Regions from separate parts of the Sus scrofa genome. Here region 2 is linked to region 1. A link is a contact called in public HiChIP or PLAC-seq data. All regions are on one chromosome and are shown on one strand. Each heading gives the region's core, a stretch centred on a gene start, on an enhancer-like site or on the middle of the called end of the contact. The rest is flanking DNA. Distances are from core to core; before and after follow the strand shown. Region 1 overlaps LOC106508008 (a long non-coding RNA gene). Region 2 has its middle 23 kb from the start of LPP.

Region 1 (7,078 bases), core at 2,318-4,817:
GGTATCAAGAATGAATCCCAAGTTTCCGGTTTAGGCAATTAGGGAGATGTGTTTCTATTTACTTAGTTAGAAACATTGCAGAGGAGGAGCTTGCCAGCAATCAAGAGCTCACTTTTGATCGTGGTGTGTTTGAGATGTCTCTGAGGAAGGTGTCAAAGTAGGCAGTTGGATATTCAGGACCTGATCTCAGAAGAGATGTCTGGTTTGGCGATATCAATTTGGGATTTATCAAAATAGAGGTAGTATTTGAAGCAAGAGGAAAAGATTGGTTTTCATATCAGACCAGGTGTTGAAAAATAAAATAAAAACCCTAAAGGTAGAATGAACCTAAGAAATCCTCCACGCCAAACTCGTTTCTCAATTGATAGCAAAATCGACAGCCAAAGTAAAGCCATTGGTGGAAGTGGAGTTGAAAGGAAACTAGATATCCCTTTAGGGCCAGCACTTTTTTTTTTTTTTTGATTTTACAATGTTTTGTCAACATTTGACATCAAAATGGTTGAGACTGAGAAATCTGCGTGAGATATGATTCTGTAAGTGTGACTCATGGTGTCATGTCTCTCTTTATATATATATATATATATATACACACACACACACATATATATACACACTATACACTTTTTTTTTTCTTTTTAAGCCTGCACTTGTGGCATATAAAGGTTCCCAGGCTAGGGGTCCAATCAGAGCTGTAGCCACCGGCCTCTGCCACAGCCACAGCAACGCAGGATCTGAGCTATGTCTGTGACCTACACCACAGCTCAAGGCAACATCGGATCTTTAACCCACTGAGCAAAGCCAGGGATCGAACCTGCAACCTCCTGGTTCCTAGTCAGGTTCATTTCTCCCATACCATGACTGGAACTCCTCGTTTTATATTTTATGTATGCAGTCAGTAAACCCCCACATCCTTATAACTGACTTGCTCCCTCTTCCATTCAGCAACTAGAAACCTTCTCTGCTGGTTTCCTACATATTGCAAAGAAGCTGCAGTCAGCTCAGTGAACACAACTGGGCAGTTTGCTATCGAGGGGGCCCACACACCTTAGAGAGGGAACTGAACTGCTGAAGGCAACTTCTCTGCAGCAATGTCCTACATAGCTTAGCGGCTGGGGCCCTTGTAATTATTTAGTAACTGGACAGTGTTTCCTCTCCAGTGTGAATGCCTAAAGGTCAAGAGCTACTTTTACTTTCCTTGGTATGTATCTTAATCTCTCCCTGGCACCTATGAGAAGTAACTTACTCATCTAATAGATGTTTTGAATAAGAGAGACCCAATAAACTTTTCATTGGACTTAATGCACTTTTAGTTATCTTTCCATCCTTCCAAGTAAATACAATTACAGAGCACATACTCTGGGTCAGGTATGGTGCTAAATGTTGCAGTTGTGTTTGGTCTTTAAAATACTGGTATTATATAAATGTTGCTATTAGCTACTGTCCAGTGTATTTAGGCTAACTCATCTGTATATATTTGCATATCTTCCATCCAATTCAAAAGATATGTAATGTGCACCAACCACATGTACAGAGGGAAAAGGAGAAGCCTCAGGGTCACTCAGGGCTGTAAGGACAGCGCAGGAGAGCAAGATACGGGACACCAGCAATGAAAAGGGCAATCACTGAGCTACAACAAATAGAGCATTTAAATATGGAAACAATTGCTTCAAACTAAGACATCTAAAAACGTTTCTGGGGGAGGTAGAGTTTGAAGTCATGATAAAAAATTTTGTAATATAGTGACTGTGCCCTTGAAATAAACATCAAAATAATAAAGTAAGCTCTGAAATAATGAGCTGACACATATAGGGGCTTAGTACATACTGTTCTAGGTACTTTGCATGTGTGCACTTATTTAATCCTCACCACTATCTTATGGAATTCATGGTGCTGTTATCCTCATTTTATAGATGGAACACTGAAGCACAGAACGTAACTGACCTAAGGTCAAAGAGCTAACAAACAGAAGTGGGAATTTGAACCCAGCCAGGTAAGGCTTTGCTCTCAGCCATTATGTTCTCCTGCCTTATAAATGAAAGTTAGGCCTTCAATAGCCAGGTTAGGAAGAGAGGGTGTGGGGAAGGAGGGCGTTTCAGGCAGAGAGAAGAGCTGAAACAAGGGCACAGAAGTTAGGTATACATCTCATAATGTTTTATTTTGCCTAGAGAGCTTTCTAGTTTGCAAAGAACTTTCTCAACAGTTCTCTAACATGCTTCTCCTTGTGACCCTGAGAAATATGCTGTGATTATTATTCCAATTAGAAAGATGAGGAGACTGGGACCCGGGATGGAAAGGCACCAGCTGGGCTAGTGAGCTGCAGCATGAAGTTCAAGATGCAGTCGTTTAACTTCAGAGTGGTGCCTTTTCCCATGCTGTGGTGTTAATAAATACATTCATTGCTCCCTGTTCTGAGCAAGACCCTGAGCAAGCCCTTCCGCATATGCCCTAATGCCATCCTTGCAATGGCCCTGAGAGGTAAGTGTTGTTGCATTTCAAAAGCAGAAACGTTTTAATTCTGCCCCTACTTTTCTTTTTTCTTCTTTCTTTTTTACATAATGATTTTTTTTATTATAGCTGGTTTACAGTGCTTTGTCAGTTTTCTACTGTACAGCATGAGTGACCCAGTTACACATACATGTATAGATTCTTTTTTCTCACATTATCATGCTCCATCATAAATGACTAGATACAGTTCCCAGTGCTACACAGCAGGGTCTCACTGCTTGTCCATTCCAAAGGCAATAGTCTGCATCTATTAATCCTAAACTCCTAATCCATCCCACTCCCTCCCCCTCCCCCTTGGCAACCAGGAGTCTATTCTCCAAGTCCATGATTTTCTTTTCTGTGGAAAGGTTCATTTGTGCCATATATTAGATTCCAGATAAAAGTGATGTCATATGGTATTTGTCTTTCTCTTTCTGATTTGCTTCACTTAGTATGAGAGTCTCTAGTTCCATCCATGAAATCTTTCCAAATCTTTTCTTTTTTTCCCAAATATTTTATTGTGAAAATGTAAAAATATAAAGAATATTTAAACAAAATTCATATCTACCATTAGATTCTACTACTAATATTAGTTTTCTTTTTGAGGATACTGATGATTCCCTATGAGGCATGCTGGTTTAGGGGTTCATGCTTTACCCACTCTTTTGGCCCTTGGGAACCCCTGAGCCTGGAGTGTTACCTGCACATGAGCATATGCAGCTTTTCTAAAAATGGAAAATCCAAATTCATCTCTTTGCAAAAATCTTCCAGTTCCTCCTGCATTTGGCCAACCTCTCCTGTGTGGTGAAAGTCACCATTTAAATATGAAACCCAGCTCAGTTTCCAAAAATTTAATTGCATTATTAAGAATTAGTTGAAACTGGGCTTTGTCAATCTCTGAGGGGCAAGGCTGGGACTGAAGCTGACCAAACCATCAAGGCTGGCCAGAAATTCATTGCAATTGCTGAAATACTTAATGTAATCTGGGGCTGTGTTGGTTGGCGACACCACCTCCAGTACAGTGAGTACCCGCTGGGTAGGGCATAGTTCTAGGCTCTCTGGGGGAAATACAAATTAGTGGCTAGAGAGAAAGACTGGCTTTACCACGGATCCAGTGACAAGTATGTCAAAGGCCAAAGAAAGATGATCAGGCAAGAGCTGGTAAAAATTCATAGCCAGCCCCACAGCCGCAGGCAGCAAGAGCTGGATTCCCAACATCAGCTTTCTTTGCACTTGTTCAGTCCAGGAGTCAGGTAGGAAAGATCCTGTGTTCAGCCCTGTTGCCTTCCAGATTTGATTAAGGCTCTTAGGAGAGTCATGACCTCAGCCTGGAATGGCAACACAGGAAAAAGACAACAAAAAAGAAAGAGAAGATGACTAAAGCATTTAGTGCAAGAGGAGGGGCGATGGATGGAGTGAAAACTGGGAAGTTTCCACTTGATTTTCAAGGCCACGGGTATAATGAAAGGCCTCATTTTCTTGTGCTATTGTTAAGCCTTTCAAAAGAGTCTCCTCTGCAAGCCTGCCCCCAAACCATAGGTCTAGGATGATTTCTCTCCATGCCTTTTGGCTTGGTTTGCTGATTTATAAAGGGGGAAAGCAACTGCTACCTTACAGGTATTCTTTTGAGGATTAAATGTGGTAAAGCTCAGTAAATGGCTCATTAACATAAATGTATAGAAAATAGACTGTTTGATATCCTATCCAGCTAGCCCAGCCATCTGGTAAAAAGTAGGACCAGACAGTTAGACTCATGTAACAGAAATTTGGAAATCATCTGATCCAACACCTGAATGTGGTAGATGAGAAGGGAGAAAGCAGCAAGTGCTTCCGACCAAGGGTGCAGAGAAAGACAGAGGCTGAGGAGGGCTTTGTGGGTGTGGGGAGGAATGAGAGACAGAGCTTTGCTGAACCCCTTGTGATATAATCTAAACTCATAATGAAGAGAGACATAGGCAGAGTCTGCATTTCAGAAGTCGAGGCTCAGAGTTTCCAAATGGAAGTAGTCTCCCTCAGATCCAAGAGCTAAAAAGCAGATGAGGGAGATTTAAACCCTGGCTGAGTTCAGAGCCCATGCTCTTGACCTTACACCATCTCACCAGGTTTTCTGCTTCCTTGCAAAGACCCATTTTTCAAGGTTTCCGTAGCACCTTCAGAAAAGAGGGGTGGCTTGGGAAGGGGGTTGTTTTTATGTTTTTTAAAGTCTGTGAATCCCTGTGGAACCCTTCTTTACACAGCTCAGTTTTACAATCTAAGATGTCTAAGTCCACAGGCTGCCCCAGGCCTCTTTCATCCCTAACATTCTCGGTGTTTCACACCAAAAAGAAAATGGTCCTCCTTTGCCTCCAAATCCAAGTAGTCCTTACCTACAAAAATGGCTTCTTTAAAATCATCTGCCTATGTTATTTATGGTTATCTGAGGCCCGTGCAAAGAGACTCACCTTCCATTTCCTTCCCCCAGGACCTAGTAGGTGCTAAATACACTTTCTAGTACATTTTTCTTTTCTTTCTTTCTTTTTTTTTTTTTAAGAGATGCACCTGAGGCATGCAGGCTAGGGGTCGAATGGGAGCTGCGGCCACCAGCGTATGCCACAGCCACAGTAATGCGGGTTCCAAGCCGCATCTATGACCTACACTGCAGCTTATGGCAATGATGGATCCTTAACCCACTGCGCAAGGCCAGGGATTGAACCCACATCCTCATGGATACTAGTCCGGTTCGTCAACCACTGAACTATGATGGGAACTCCTCCTTTTTTCTTTTCTTTTTGGCATTTCTCTGACCCATGGCCCCAGTATCTATCCATCTGCATATTCATTATCTATCCAAATAGATTTACATGCATAATTACCAAAATCACACCCCTTATTATACATGGTATTCATGTACATGAAGATACCTGCTTATATTCAGTGGACAGTGATTAAGCCTATTATGTGGCAGGTAACAGGCAAGTTGCTGCAGAAAGTGTCACCAGCTAAAATCTAGACTAGATTGCTAATCATCCAAAAAGTCATGCCATTTCTTACACGACTGATTTTAAAAAAAATGTCTGATGCTCTGAAAGACCAGAGGGCATTGCTGTGAGCTACATTATTCTCATGCTTTGCTGAAAATTTAGCTCAAAAATCCCCATTTCTAAAATGTTACTACTCACTGCTATGAGAAAACATTCATAATACAAGGTAGTGGCCTAGACAAGGGTTTAGATTCACAGGTGGCACATGGACCTTCCTTTTCACTTTTGGAAAAACCTTTAACAGCTCAGAGTCTGTTACCTGCCTGGACCCCTTACATTAGACTGGAATATTATTCACTTGCTCAAATTCAGGTGACCGATGTTAATTTAACACTGTTGGCTGCTGAATCAGTTGCATCAAGGTCTCTAGAAAAGGCAGCCTGTGGAAAGAGCACTGACTCTTTCAACAAAGCTGGTTTCTTCCGGCTCTGATGTCAATACCTGTGTGACCCTGAGCAAATTACTTAACTTCTCTGAACTTTGGTTTTCTGATTTCTAAAGAAGGGAGGAAAAATACCCAACTCACACATGTAGGTAAGGGTGAAAAGAGAAGTAATTCCCAGGACCTGATAGACAGGGAATAGCATGGGTCAAGCACAACTCCAAGTTCTTTGGCCTGAGCAAAGGTACCAAATGGAATTGTTGTTTACATTTGAATTGAATTGTTAGCACAGGGGATAAATAGCACTTCATCTGGATATTAGCCACTTCCTCAGGAAGGTACATCTTCCAATCCCACCTTCTGTGTCCCTCCTCTTTCAAAAGCCCTGATGAAGGATTTACGAATTAGTCACCATTTAGAACTCCCATCCCCCCTTTTCTTGCAACTGAAGTAGATAATCTATACATGAGTCTGAGTGAAGATTTCAAAGATACCCAAGCATTTCGCTAATCCCCACTACAATCGTCCTGCTTTCAGAGGTAAAGTACTTTCCCATCTGTCACCTCCCTGGATCCTCACGACCACCCCAGGAGAACGCAAGCCGGTGATGTTATCCTTCTTTGACAGATGAGCAAGCAAAGGATTAGAGAGGGTAAGTGGCTGGTCCAGGGTCACACTTCTAGAGTCAGGTCTAGGACTCTCAATCCCACCCATGGGCTTCCTATTATACCAAGTAGCCATGAGATTTTTGCTACATGCTAAAAGACAGCCAATAAGGTATTCTAAAAGAAATAAAGCCGGGAAGGTAAAGGCTGATGGATAACAAATCTGTTAGTCTCCCTACACTCATGTCCTCCCCCCCACCCCCGGCCGTGGCCCAGTGTCCTTCTCTCTCCCTGGCGCTCCTTTCTCAGCCTCGGGTCACTCAGCTCCTCCCAATGGTTCAGACCACTACTTAAACCCAGGCTCCCCATGAAGCCTTTGGTCCCAACTGCCCCACCCATTTTTTTTTCACCTAAAATTTTCTGAAACACCAGACACAGTGCTCCACTGTCTATGAGAATTTTCTCCTAGTTGGGGAGAAGCAGACAATAAGCTCCCTAGTAAATATGTACAGTAGTTTTTACAGGAATAACTGCTTAACAGTGGGAAACAAAAGAAGTGGGGAAGAGGGACAGGGCATGTGTGAGAG
Region 2 (7,584 bases), core at 4,768-7,267, 340 kb after region 1:
CCTGTCTGCAGATTTTGTGCATGAATCAAATGAGGAGCCTGATTGCACTACTATTTTAAAGAGCCAATTAAAAAGTTCATTAAGTGATACTGGTGTGTTTTAGTTCAGGTAATGGAAGTGTAAAGTTATACATGGCATTAACAAGCTGGAAGTTACCTCTGGATTTAATGGCAAAATTCATTTCTTCCCCTTTCTAAAATACCCTCCTGGAGGACAGCTATGTGTTTCCACCAGAGACAAGGCATAATTAGGGCACAAAAAAGTAAGCCATATATGTGTACTCAGAGAGTTCAATGACTAAAGCTTTATAGTCAGTCCTTTAAAAGAAAGGCTGACTTGGAGTTCCCATCGTGGCTCAGTGGTTGGCAAATCCGACTGGGAACCATAGGGTTGCAGGTTCAATCCCTGGCCTTGCTCAGTGGGTTGGGGATCTGGTGTTGCCATGAGCTGTGGTGTAGGTTGCAGACACGGCTTAGATCCCGTGTTGCTGTGGCTCTGGCATAGGCCAGCAGATGCAGCTCCGATTCAACCCCTAGCCTGGGAACCTCCATATGCCACAGGAGCGGCCCTAGAAATGGCAAAAAGACGAGAGAGAGAGAGAGCGAGAGAGAGAGAGAGAGAGAGAGAGAGAGAGAGAGAGAGAGGGAGAGGGAGAGGAAGGAAGGAAGGAAGGAAGGAAGGAAGAGAGAGAGAGAGAGAGAGAGAGAAAGAAAGAAAGAAAGAAAGAAAGAAAGAAAGAAAGAAAGAAAGAAAGAAAGAAAGAAAGAAAGAAAGAAAGAAAGAAAGAAAGAAGAGAAAGGCTGACTTGTAAGTTCTCCAATCTAGAGCTTGGAGCTTTAACCAATCATGCACTTGCTACCAGGACTTGGAATCTTTAGTAAATGAGTCCAGATAGAGGAAAAAATTGCAGGTCGGGCAGAGCACCCACACATGGACCAGACTGTTCCTAAAATATGATCTGGACTGTAGATCTTGCCTGTTTCCCAAGCTCATTCTTTCAGTCTCCCACTTGTTTTGTGAGCCCAAATATCACTTCAGTAAGTACCTTTTCACAGGAGACCACCAGAGTCTGTTTCTGTTGCTTACAGCCAACGATCCTGATTATCTCTAGAGGAGCTAATTCCTCCCTTAGAAAGCTTGATACAAGCAAATGACAGACATCCTTACTCAGTTACAGAGAGACTGCTATGGCACTATAAATTTCTAATTACTCTACAAAAATGGGACTAGCTGCCACATTAAAAAAGTGGTACATTTCTGGTTGAGACAAAGAGGGAACTACCATTTGTCAGAGAAGCTCTGGAAGGGACTCTTGGATTTGGCAGGAGAATGGACAAGAATATAATCAACAGGTTTAATGAAAATGCTTTCCGAGGGCTAGAGACCCATGGTTTTTTCAAGCTATGCCTCTCAGCTGGCTGAGACTCGCTGAAGGCTCTCAGGCTGGAGGACTTGGGATTTGGGCTGAGCGCTGGTGGGAAGAGTTGAAGGTAACATCTTTCTCTGGTTTCCTTGAGACCAAGTTGTTAAATCTGGACCAGTTCCTTGATTGTCTGTGAGGGGTAGCAAGCCCCATTCTCAGTGATGAGGTGTGACCTCCCCAAAGCCTTTTTTATCTAGCAGTTTTTCAGTTGGTTCTTTGCACATTCTAAAGTAATATCTTTTTGCTCAATAAGGAGCAAAAGCTACTCTGTTCCTGGGGTAGGAATCTTGGACTGGATAATCCATCAGGTGGCTTATTCAAAGACACATAGTCTACAAGGTGAACTAGACTGCCCCGAGATAATCTATGAGGCTGAAAGAAGATCCAAAAAGCATACATTAAAATCCAACTCTAAAGAATTGAAGTCTATAACCAATGCATCAAGTGATGTGATCATGCACAGACCATCTTATTAGGTTCCCTGGCCATCTGTCAGCTCAAGTGCCTCCTTTCAGGCTGAGAAACTAGCTGCCTGGAGAAACAGTGTCTTCCCTGCCATCACACTCTGAGTTGGGATCCACGCTAGAACAGCATCTATGGCACCCTACACCGTGTTCCTCCAGCTGTCTCCCACAACGTTCCCTGTCACCTCCAGCCCCACCTGGCAGGCTGCTATCTTCTCAGCAAGGACTGAGCAGGTCTCCGCTCACACCCCCTCAGGGAGCTGTCTGTGACGCTCGTGTGTGGGGGGAAGCTCTCACTAGGTTCCTGCTTATGCCAAAAACACCCTGGGAATAAATAAAGGTCCCCACTCTCACGCCTTCTCCTCCTACCAAGGATGTACGTGAAAAAAAAAAAATTTAAAAATAAAACTCGCAGAGGAAGGGATTCTCTGCTATTGAAAGACATTCCTTAACACATATTATTCAGTTAATAATTTGACTGATTCCATGAATATTTTTTAGAGCCAGAAATAGGGCCTAAGAAAGCAAATAGTCCAAAGCCCTTTATTTACAAGTGGACAAACTGGAGCTCAGAGCCGAAAAGGGCATTTGATTAGCTCAGTGGGCTTTCCCTTGGACTAGAACACTATTTTCCCTTCCTCGGGGGCTTCCTGAAGTGGTTAGGGCTTGCATGGATGACATAGACTAAGTAGCTTAAGAACACTGGTGCATAATTCTTTTGGACTCCAGGAAAGAGTCTGAGCTGCTTTCACCAAAGCCTTCTGGTAGGGCTGCTGGGGGGAAAGGTGAGGGCTTTAGAGCCAACAAACTCTTTTTGCAGTGGAACCAGGGACAAGTCAACCTTTCAGAGCTTCAGTTTACCTGTCTGCAAAATAAGAAGGATAAAACCAGCTAACCTGCTGTCTCTATGGTTGTCTGGAGGATTAAAGATGATAATTTTGCAAAGCCTCTAGCCAATGCCTAGCACACTGTCAAGGAGCAGTACCAGTTCCTTCCTTTCCTGCCTGCCCCCCTGCCCACCGCCTCACTTCTTCCTGCCTTGGCATGTGTGGGAAAAACTGAAATAGACAAAAACCACAAGGGGGCTTTTCTTCTTGTTGAAACCTATCTCCCCAACAGTAAAGACATTTGGCCCAGGGGCTTCAAGACCCCTGAAGGCCCTACTATAAATATCTTTGGTATGGTAGTGTGCACATATAAAGGGCTGGGGAATTTCAGTAGCCAGGTTAGCTAGTCAAAACAAATGTTCTTTATGTTCTAAAAGAATAAAGAGTTCCTCAGTGTCTGGGAACAGATGCAATAGCCCTTTGCCCTGCGGACAAGATTTTTCAGAGAAACAATAAAAGCAGCAAACCCCACTTAAGTCCAAGGACCTGAACTTCTATACACTTCCTTATAGGAATCTGAGATGTCAGATTACCTAGCCTCCTGACTAGCCCTGGAGTCCCATCTGTGTATTTCTGGACATATTAGGGACAAGGAAGTGCTAATTATACGATGGCGGTTAGGTTTTTTATTTAAAAAAGCTTTTTAAAAAATATAAGCTAAGGGAGTTCCCTTCATGGCTCAGCAGTTAACGAACCCAACTAAGATCCATAAGGATGTAGGTTCGATCTCTGGCCTCGCTCAGTGGGTTAGGGATCCAGCGTTGCCGTGAACTGTGGTGTAGGTCATAGATGCGGCTCAGATCCCACGTTGCTGTGGCTGTGGTTGTAGGCTGGCAGCTGTAGCTCTGATTCGACCCCCAGCCTGGGAACCTCCATATGCTGTGGGAGCAGTCCTAAAAAAGCTTATATATATATATATGCTACAATCTACCTCCTGCCACTTCCAACTTTTGATTCTTTTGATTCTAATCCCTGTACCTCTGGGGTCACAAGGGCAAGATCATTACTTTTCTAGGAGTTCTCAAAGAAAGAAAACCATTGCTTTTCTAACATTTGGGTGCAAGGGTTTCTACAAGAATGTTAAAACATAGGCTATTTCCAGTCACTAAAAAGTAATCATGAATATTGGTTTACGGTGACCATAAGTGGGCAGTTATATACATGTAGTGTATAATTTTTCTGTGGTTGAGCTTTAACTCAACTTTTAAGTCACCAGTTTCCAAACATGGCAGAGGTGAAAGGTCTGGGTTTAGATTCAGTAAACTCAGGTTAGACCCTTGCCCAGTCTGCCTGACCTCAAGCAAGTGTCTGAGCCTTGACCTCTCACCTGTGGAAAATGGAGATAACCATGGAGTTGCAGGCTCTGCAGTTAAAAAAAAAGTCTGGAGGAGTTCCCGTCGTGGCGCAGTGGTTAACGAATCCGACTAGGAACCATGAGGTTGCGGGTTCGGTCCCTGCCCTTGCTCAGTGGGTTAACGATCCGGTGTTGCCGTGAGCTGTGGTGTAGGTTGCAGACGCGGCTCGGATCCCGCGTTGCTGTGGCTCTGGCGTAGGCCGGTGGCTACAGCTCCGATTCAACCCCTAGCCTGGGAACCTCCATATGCCGCGGGAGCGGCCCAAGAAATAGTAACAACAACAACAACAACAACAACAACAACAAAAAAAAAAGTCTGGAAATCTGACTTCACGTGTGTGTGGAAGGGAGTGGGAGTTCACTAACTCACTTTAGTTCCTGTCTGAGAGTGAACTGTATGAGCTATGTAAGTGTCATTGCACTCATTTGTAGGGACTGAATCCTTCCTTCAAAATATATCTTAATTGGGTCTTCCCTATTTAAACATTGTTAAAAGGGAAGGTTGGAGTGACGGCCCCCAGGTCATTTCTAAGTCTGTGATACCAAGTTTGAAAACCCCTGAATTTATGACTCTAGTCAGCACTAAAGAATCTTTTTATTACAAACCACAAAAGATGCTGAAAGTAGTTGGTAAACTATGAACTGGACTCAAAATGTAAAAATCATTATGAATTATTTTGAAAAGCCAAGTCTTTGTAAATCCTGAGTATGTAGTTACTTCATCCTCACAAAAAGCCAGCGCCTCTGCAGTTAAAAATCTGTTCCTCAGAACCATCCGTTACATTATTTTTCTCTGTGGTGAGCTTGTGCCCACAGTCTAAAATGGACACTTTCATTTCAGACCCATTTTATTTTATTTTATTTTATTTCCATTTTTAATTTTTTACTTTTTAGAGCCACACCTGTGGCATATGGAAGTTCCCAGGCTAGGGTTACGCCACAGCCACAGCGACGCCAGATCCCAGCCACCTCTGTGACCTACACTGCAGCTTGTGGCAATGCATGATCCTTAACCCACTGAGTGAGGTCAAGGATGGAACCTGCATCCTCATGGATGCTAGTCAGGTTCATAATCTGCTGAGCCACAATGGGAACTCTTCAGACCCATTTTGAAAGGCCCAGAGAGCTTGTCAACAGTCCAGATATCTTCACTAAAATAAGGGCTACTATTTCTTTCAGTGTTATGCATTATACGTATCCTTTAGTCTATGCTATGTAATAAGCCCGTTCAAAACCTTAGTGACCTCAAACAGTCATTAGCTCACAATTCTCGTGGTCAGTGATTCGGGCTGGGTTTAGCTGTGTGGTCATTCTGATGACCTTGCCTGGATACACTCATGCAATTCCAGTCAATTGGCAAGTCTGCTTGGAGCTGATTGCTGCTGGCTTATAGCAAGGCTGTGTGCCTGCATTGTTTAGCAGGTTAGCTCAGGCTTTTTCACATAGAGTTGAGTTTTATACAAAGAGAGAGAGGGCAAAAGCAGAAGCTGTGAGGTTTCCCAAGGCCTAGACTCAGAAGTTGCAAAACATTGGAGTTCCTGTTGTGGCTCAGTGGTTAACAAATCTGACTAGGAACCATGAGGTCATGGGTTCGATCCCCGGCCATGCTCAGTGGGTTAACAATCCAGCATTGCTGTGAGCTATGGTGTAGACTGCAGACGCAGCTCGGATCCCGCATTGCTATGGCTATGGCATAGGCCGGTGGCTACAGCTCCAATTAGACCTCTAGCCTGGGAACCTCCATATGCCGAGGGAGCGGTCTTAGAAAAGGCAAAAAGACAAAAAAAAAAAAAAAAAAAAAAAGAAGTTGCAAAATATATGGCTGCTGTATTCTTGTATCAGTCAAAGTCATGAGGCCAGCTAGATTCAAAGGGTGACTAAGTAAATTCCTCTTCTTTGTGGGAGGAAGAGCAAAGTAACATTGTAAAGAGACTATTGTAGCTCTCTTTGCAAACACAGTACACCTCTAACCAATGTCAGTTTTTGCTTAGAGATACTACAATTGATTTTCTTACTCCTTGATATTTCAACAAGGTCTAACATATGATAAATGCAGTTTGGGATCCAAAATACATACAAGTTGTAGAGAGAGTGAAAATAAATCAGAATTCTTCAGTCATCGGTGCTACTGTAAAGCCTAATCTCCTGCCCACAGTGTCTTGAGGTCTGGCCTGTGCATCTGCTTGCCTCATTAACCTGAGGCTTCTCTTAGGATTGCAGTTTGTCACATGTTACTGGGAAATGACCCATGAAATTTCCTCTGCTGGAGGTCTCTTAACCCATGCATGGTAGAGCCAATGAAGTCTTTAGAAATGTCCTGTGCTTGCTCCTTGCTAGCAACAATTATCTGTCCATAAATGAAATTTGCCTCAGAGAGAAGTGGTCAAATTTATAAAAACATAAAAATGGGGAGTTCCTGTTGTGTCTCAGCAGAAACGAATCATAATTACCCCTCAGACTCTGGTTCAATGGATCTAGAGTAGGTATTCACAGAGTAGTAGAGAATATAAGGTATGAACAGGAAGGAAAATGTAATAAAATTGCTTTTAATATAATAAAAATGTGATAGAAGAGGTATAGCAAAAGCACTGTAGGTATTCAAAAAAAGGAAGATATTTTTAGCTGGAGAGGGAGAAATCTAGAAAGACTTTCTAGAGAAAGAAAACTTTGACTTGAACTTGAGCAGTTGAGATATATTACAGATGTACTGAGGGATCACCTATGGTTGAATGAAGAAAATAGAATGTCTCTATCTCTGGGGATGCAGCAGTGCTGATGATTGGTCTCTGGCCTGTGTTGGCCACAGCAAAGTGTTAGAAGGAGACCTCTCTTGACACCTTTTTTTTTTTTTTTTTTTTTTTTTTTTGCTTTTTTGGGCTTCACCTACAATATGGAAGCTCCTAGACTAGGTGTTGAATTGGAGTTGGAGTTGCAGCTACTGACCTACACCATAGCCACATAGCTGCAGCAATAGCAATGCAGGATCCAAGCCATGTCAGTGACATACACCACAGCTTATGGCAAGGCTGGATCCTTAACCCACTGAGCCAGGCCAGGGATGGAACCCACATCCTCATGGATACTGGTTGGATTCGTAACCTGCTGAGTCACAACAGAAACTCCTTTTGATATTTCTTATCTGCCACATATTTGAATGTCAACTCAAAGTCATTGATATGAATTCCAGAAGACATGACACATACATACATGGAAACCATCCCTAAACCATAAAATTGGAAATAAATGCTAGCTGTTTGTGTTCTAGTAGATTATGCGTTTCATATCATCCAGTTTACACAGCATAACTATGGCCCTAACAGATTATCAATAAAATTCACATGGAATGAATTAAAAATTGGTCACTTAATTGGATCTGGGGCTACACATTGCGAAGACTGACTTGCCTGACTCAGAACTAGAGTGCAAGAAAACTTCATTGTTGATGGTTTGTCATGA

Evidence for each region. HiChIP or PLAC-seq counts read pairs in DNA pulled down with a chosen protein or histone mark.
Region 2: an H3K27ac HiChIP or PLAC-seq map of alveolar macrophages shows a contact between it and region 1. The contact joins two enhancer-like sites. A contact is called at or near these places in 3 of 5 promoter capture datasets (fetal liver, fetal skeletal muscle and skeletal muscle), 9 of 47 Hi-C or Micro-C datasets (embryonic fibroblasts, fetal heart ventricle, fetal liver and 5 more) and 2 of 2 datasets of contacts at active chromatin or transcription factors (alveolar macrophages and skeletal muscle).

The regions. Positions count from the first base shown.
Region 1 is chr13:125,416,119-125,423,196 of Sscrofa11.1, forward strand. It overlaps LOC106508008 (a long non-coding RNA gene), which reads left to right. Exons shown (of 5, transcript XR_002337803.1): 3 at 1,911-1,990; 4 at 6,424-6,538. Among named protein-coding and RNA genes, the nearest start is that of BCL6, 30 kb to the left of the region's middle. Within about 2 kb of position 3,568, at least 2 of the 83 cell types and tissues checked have an H3K27ac peak or open chromatin away from gene starts, as enhancers often do. A contact at or near this core is called in alveolar macrophages, where this site is marked.
Region 2 is chr13:125,755,689-125,763,272 of Sscrofa11.1, forward strand. No RefSeq gene overlaps it. Among named protein-coding and RNA genes, the nearest start is that of LPP, 23 kb to the right of the region's middle. Within about 2 kb of position 6,018, at least 9 of the 83 cell types and tissues checked have an H3K27ac peak or open chromatin away from gene starts, as enhancers often do. A contact at or near this core is called in alveolar macrophages, where this site is marked.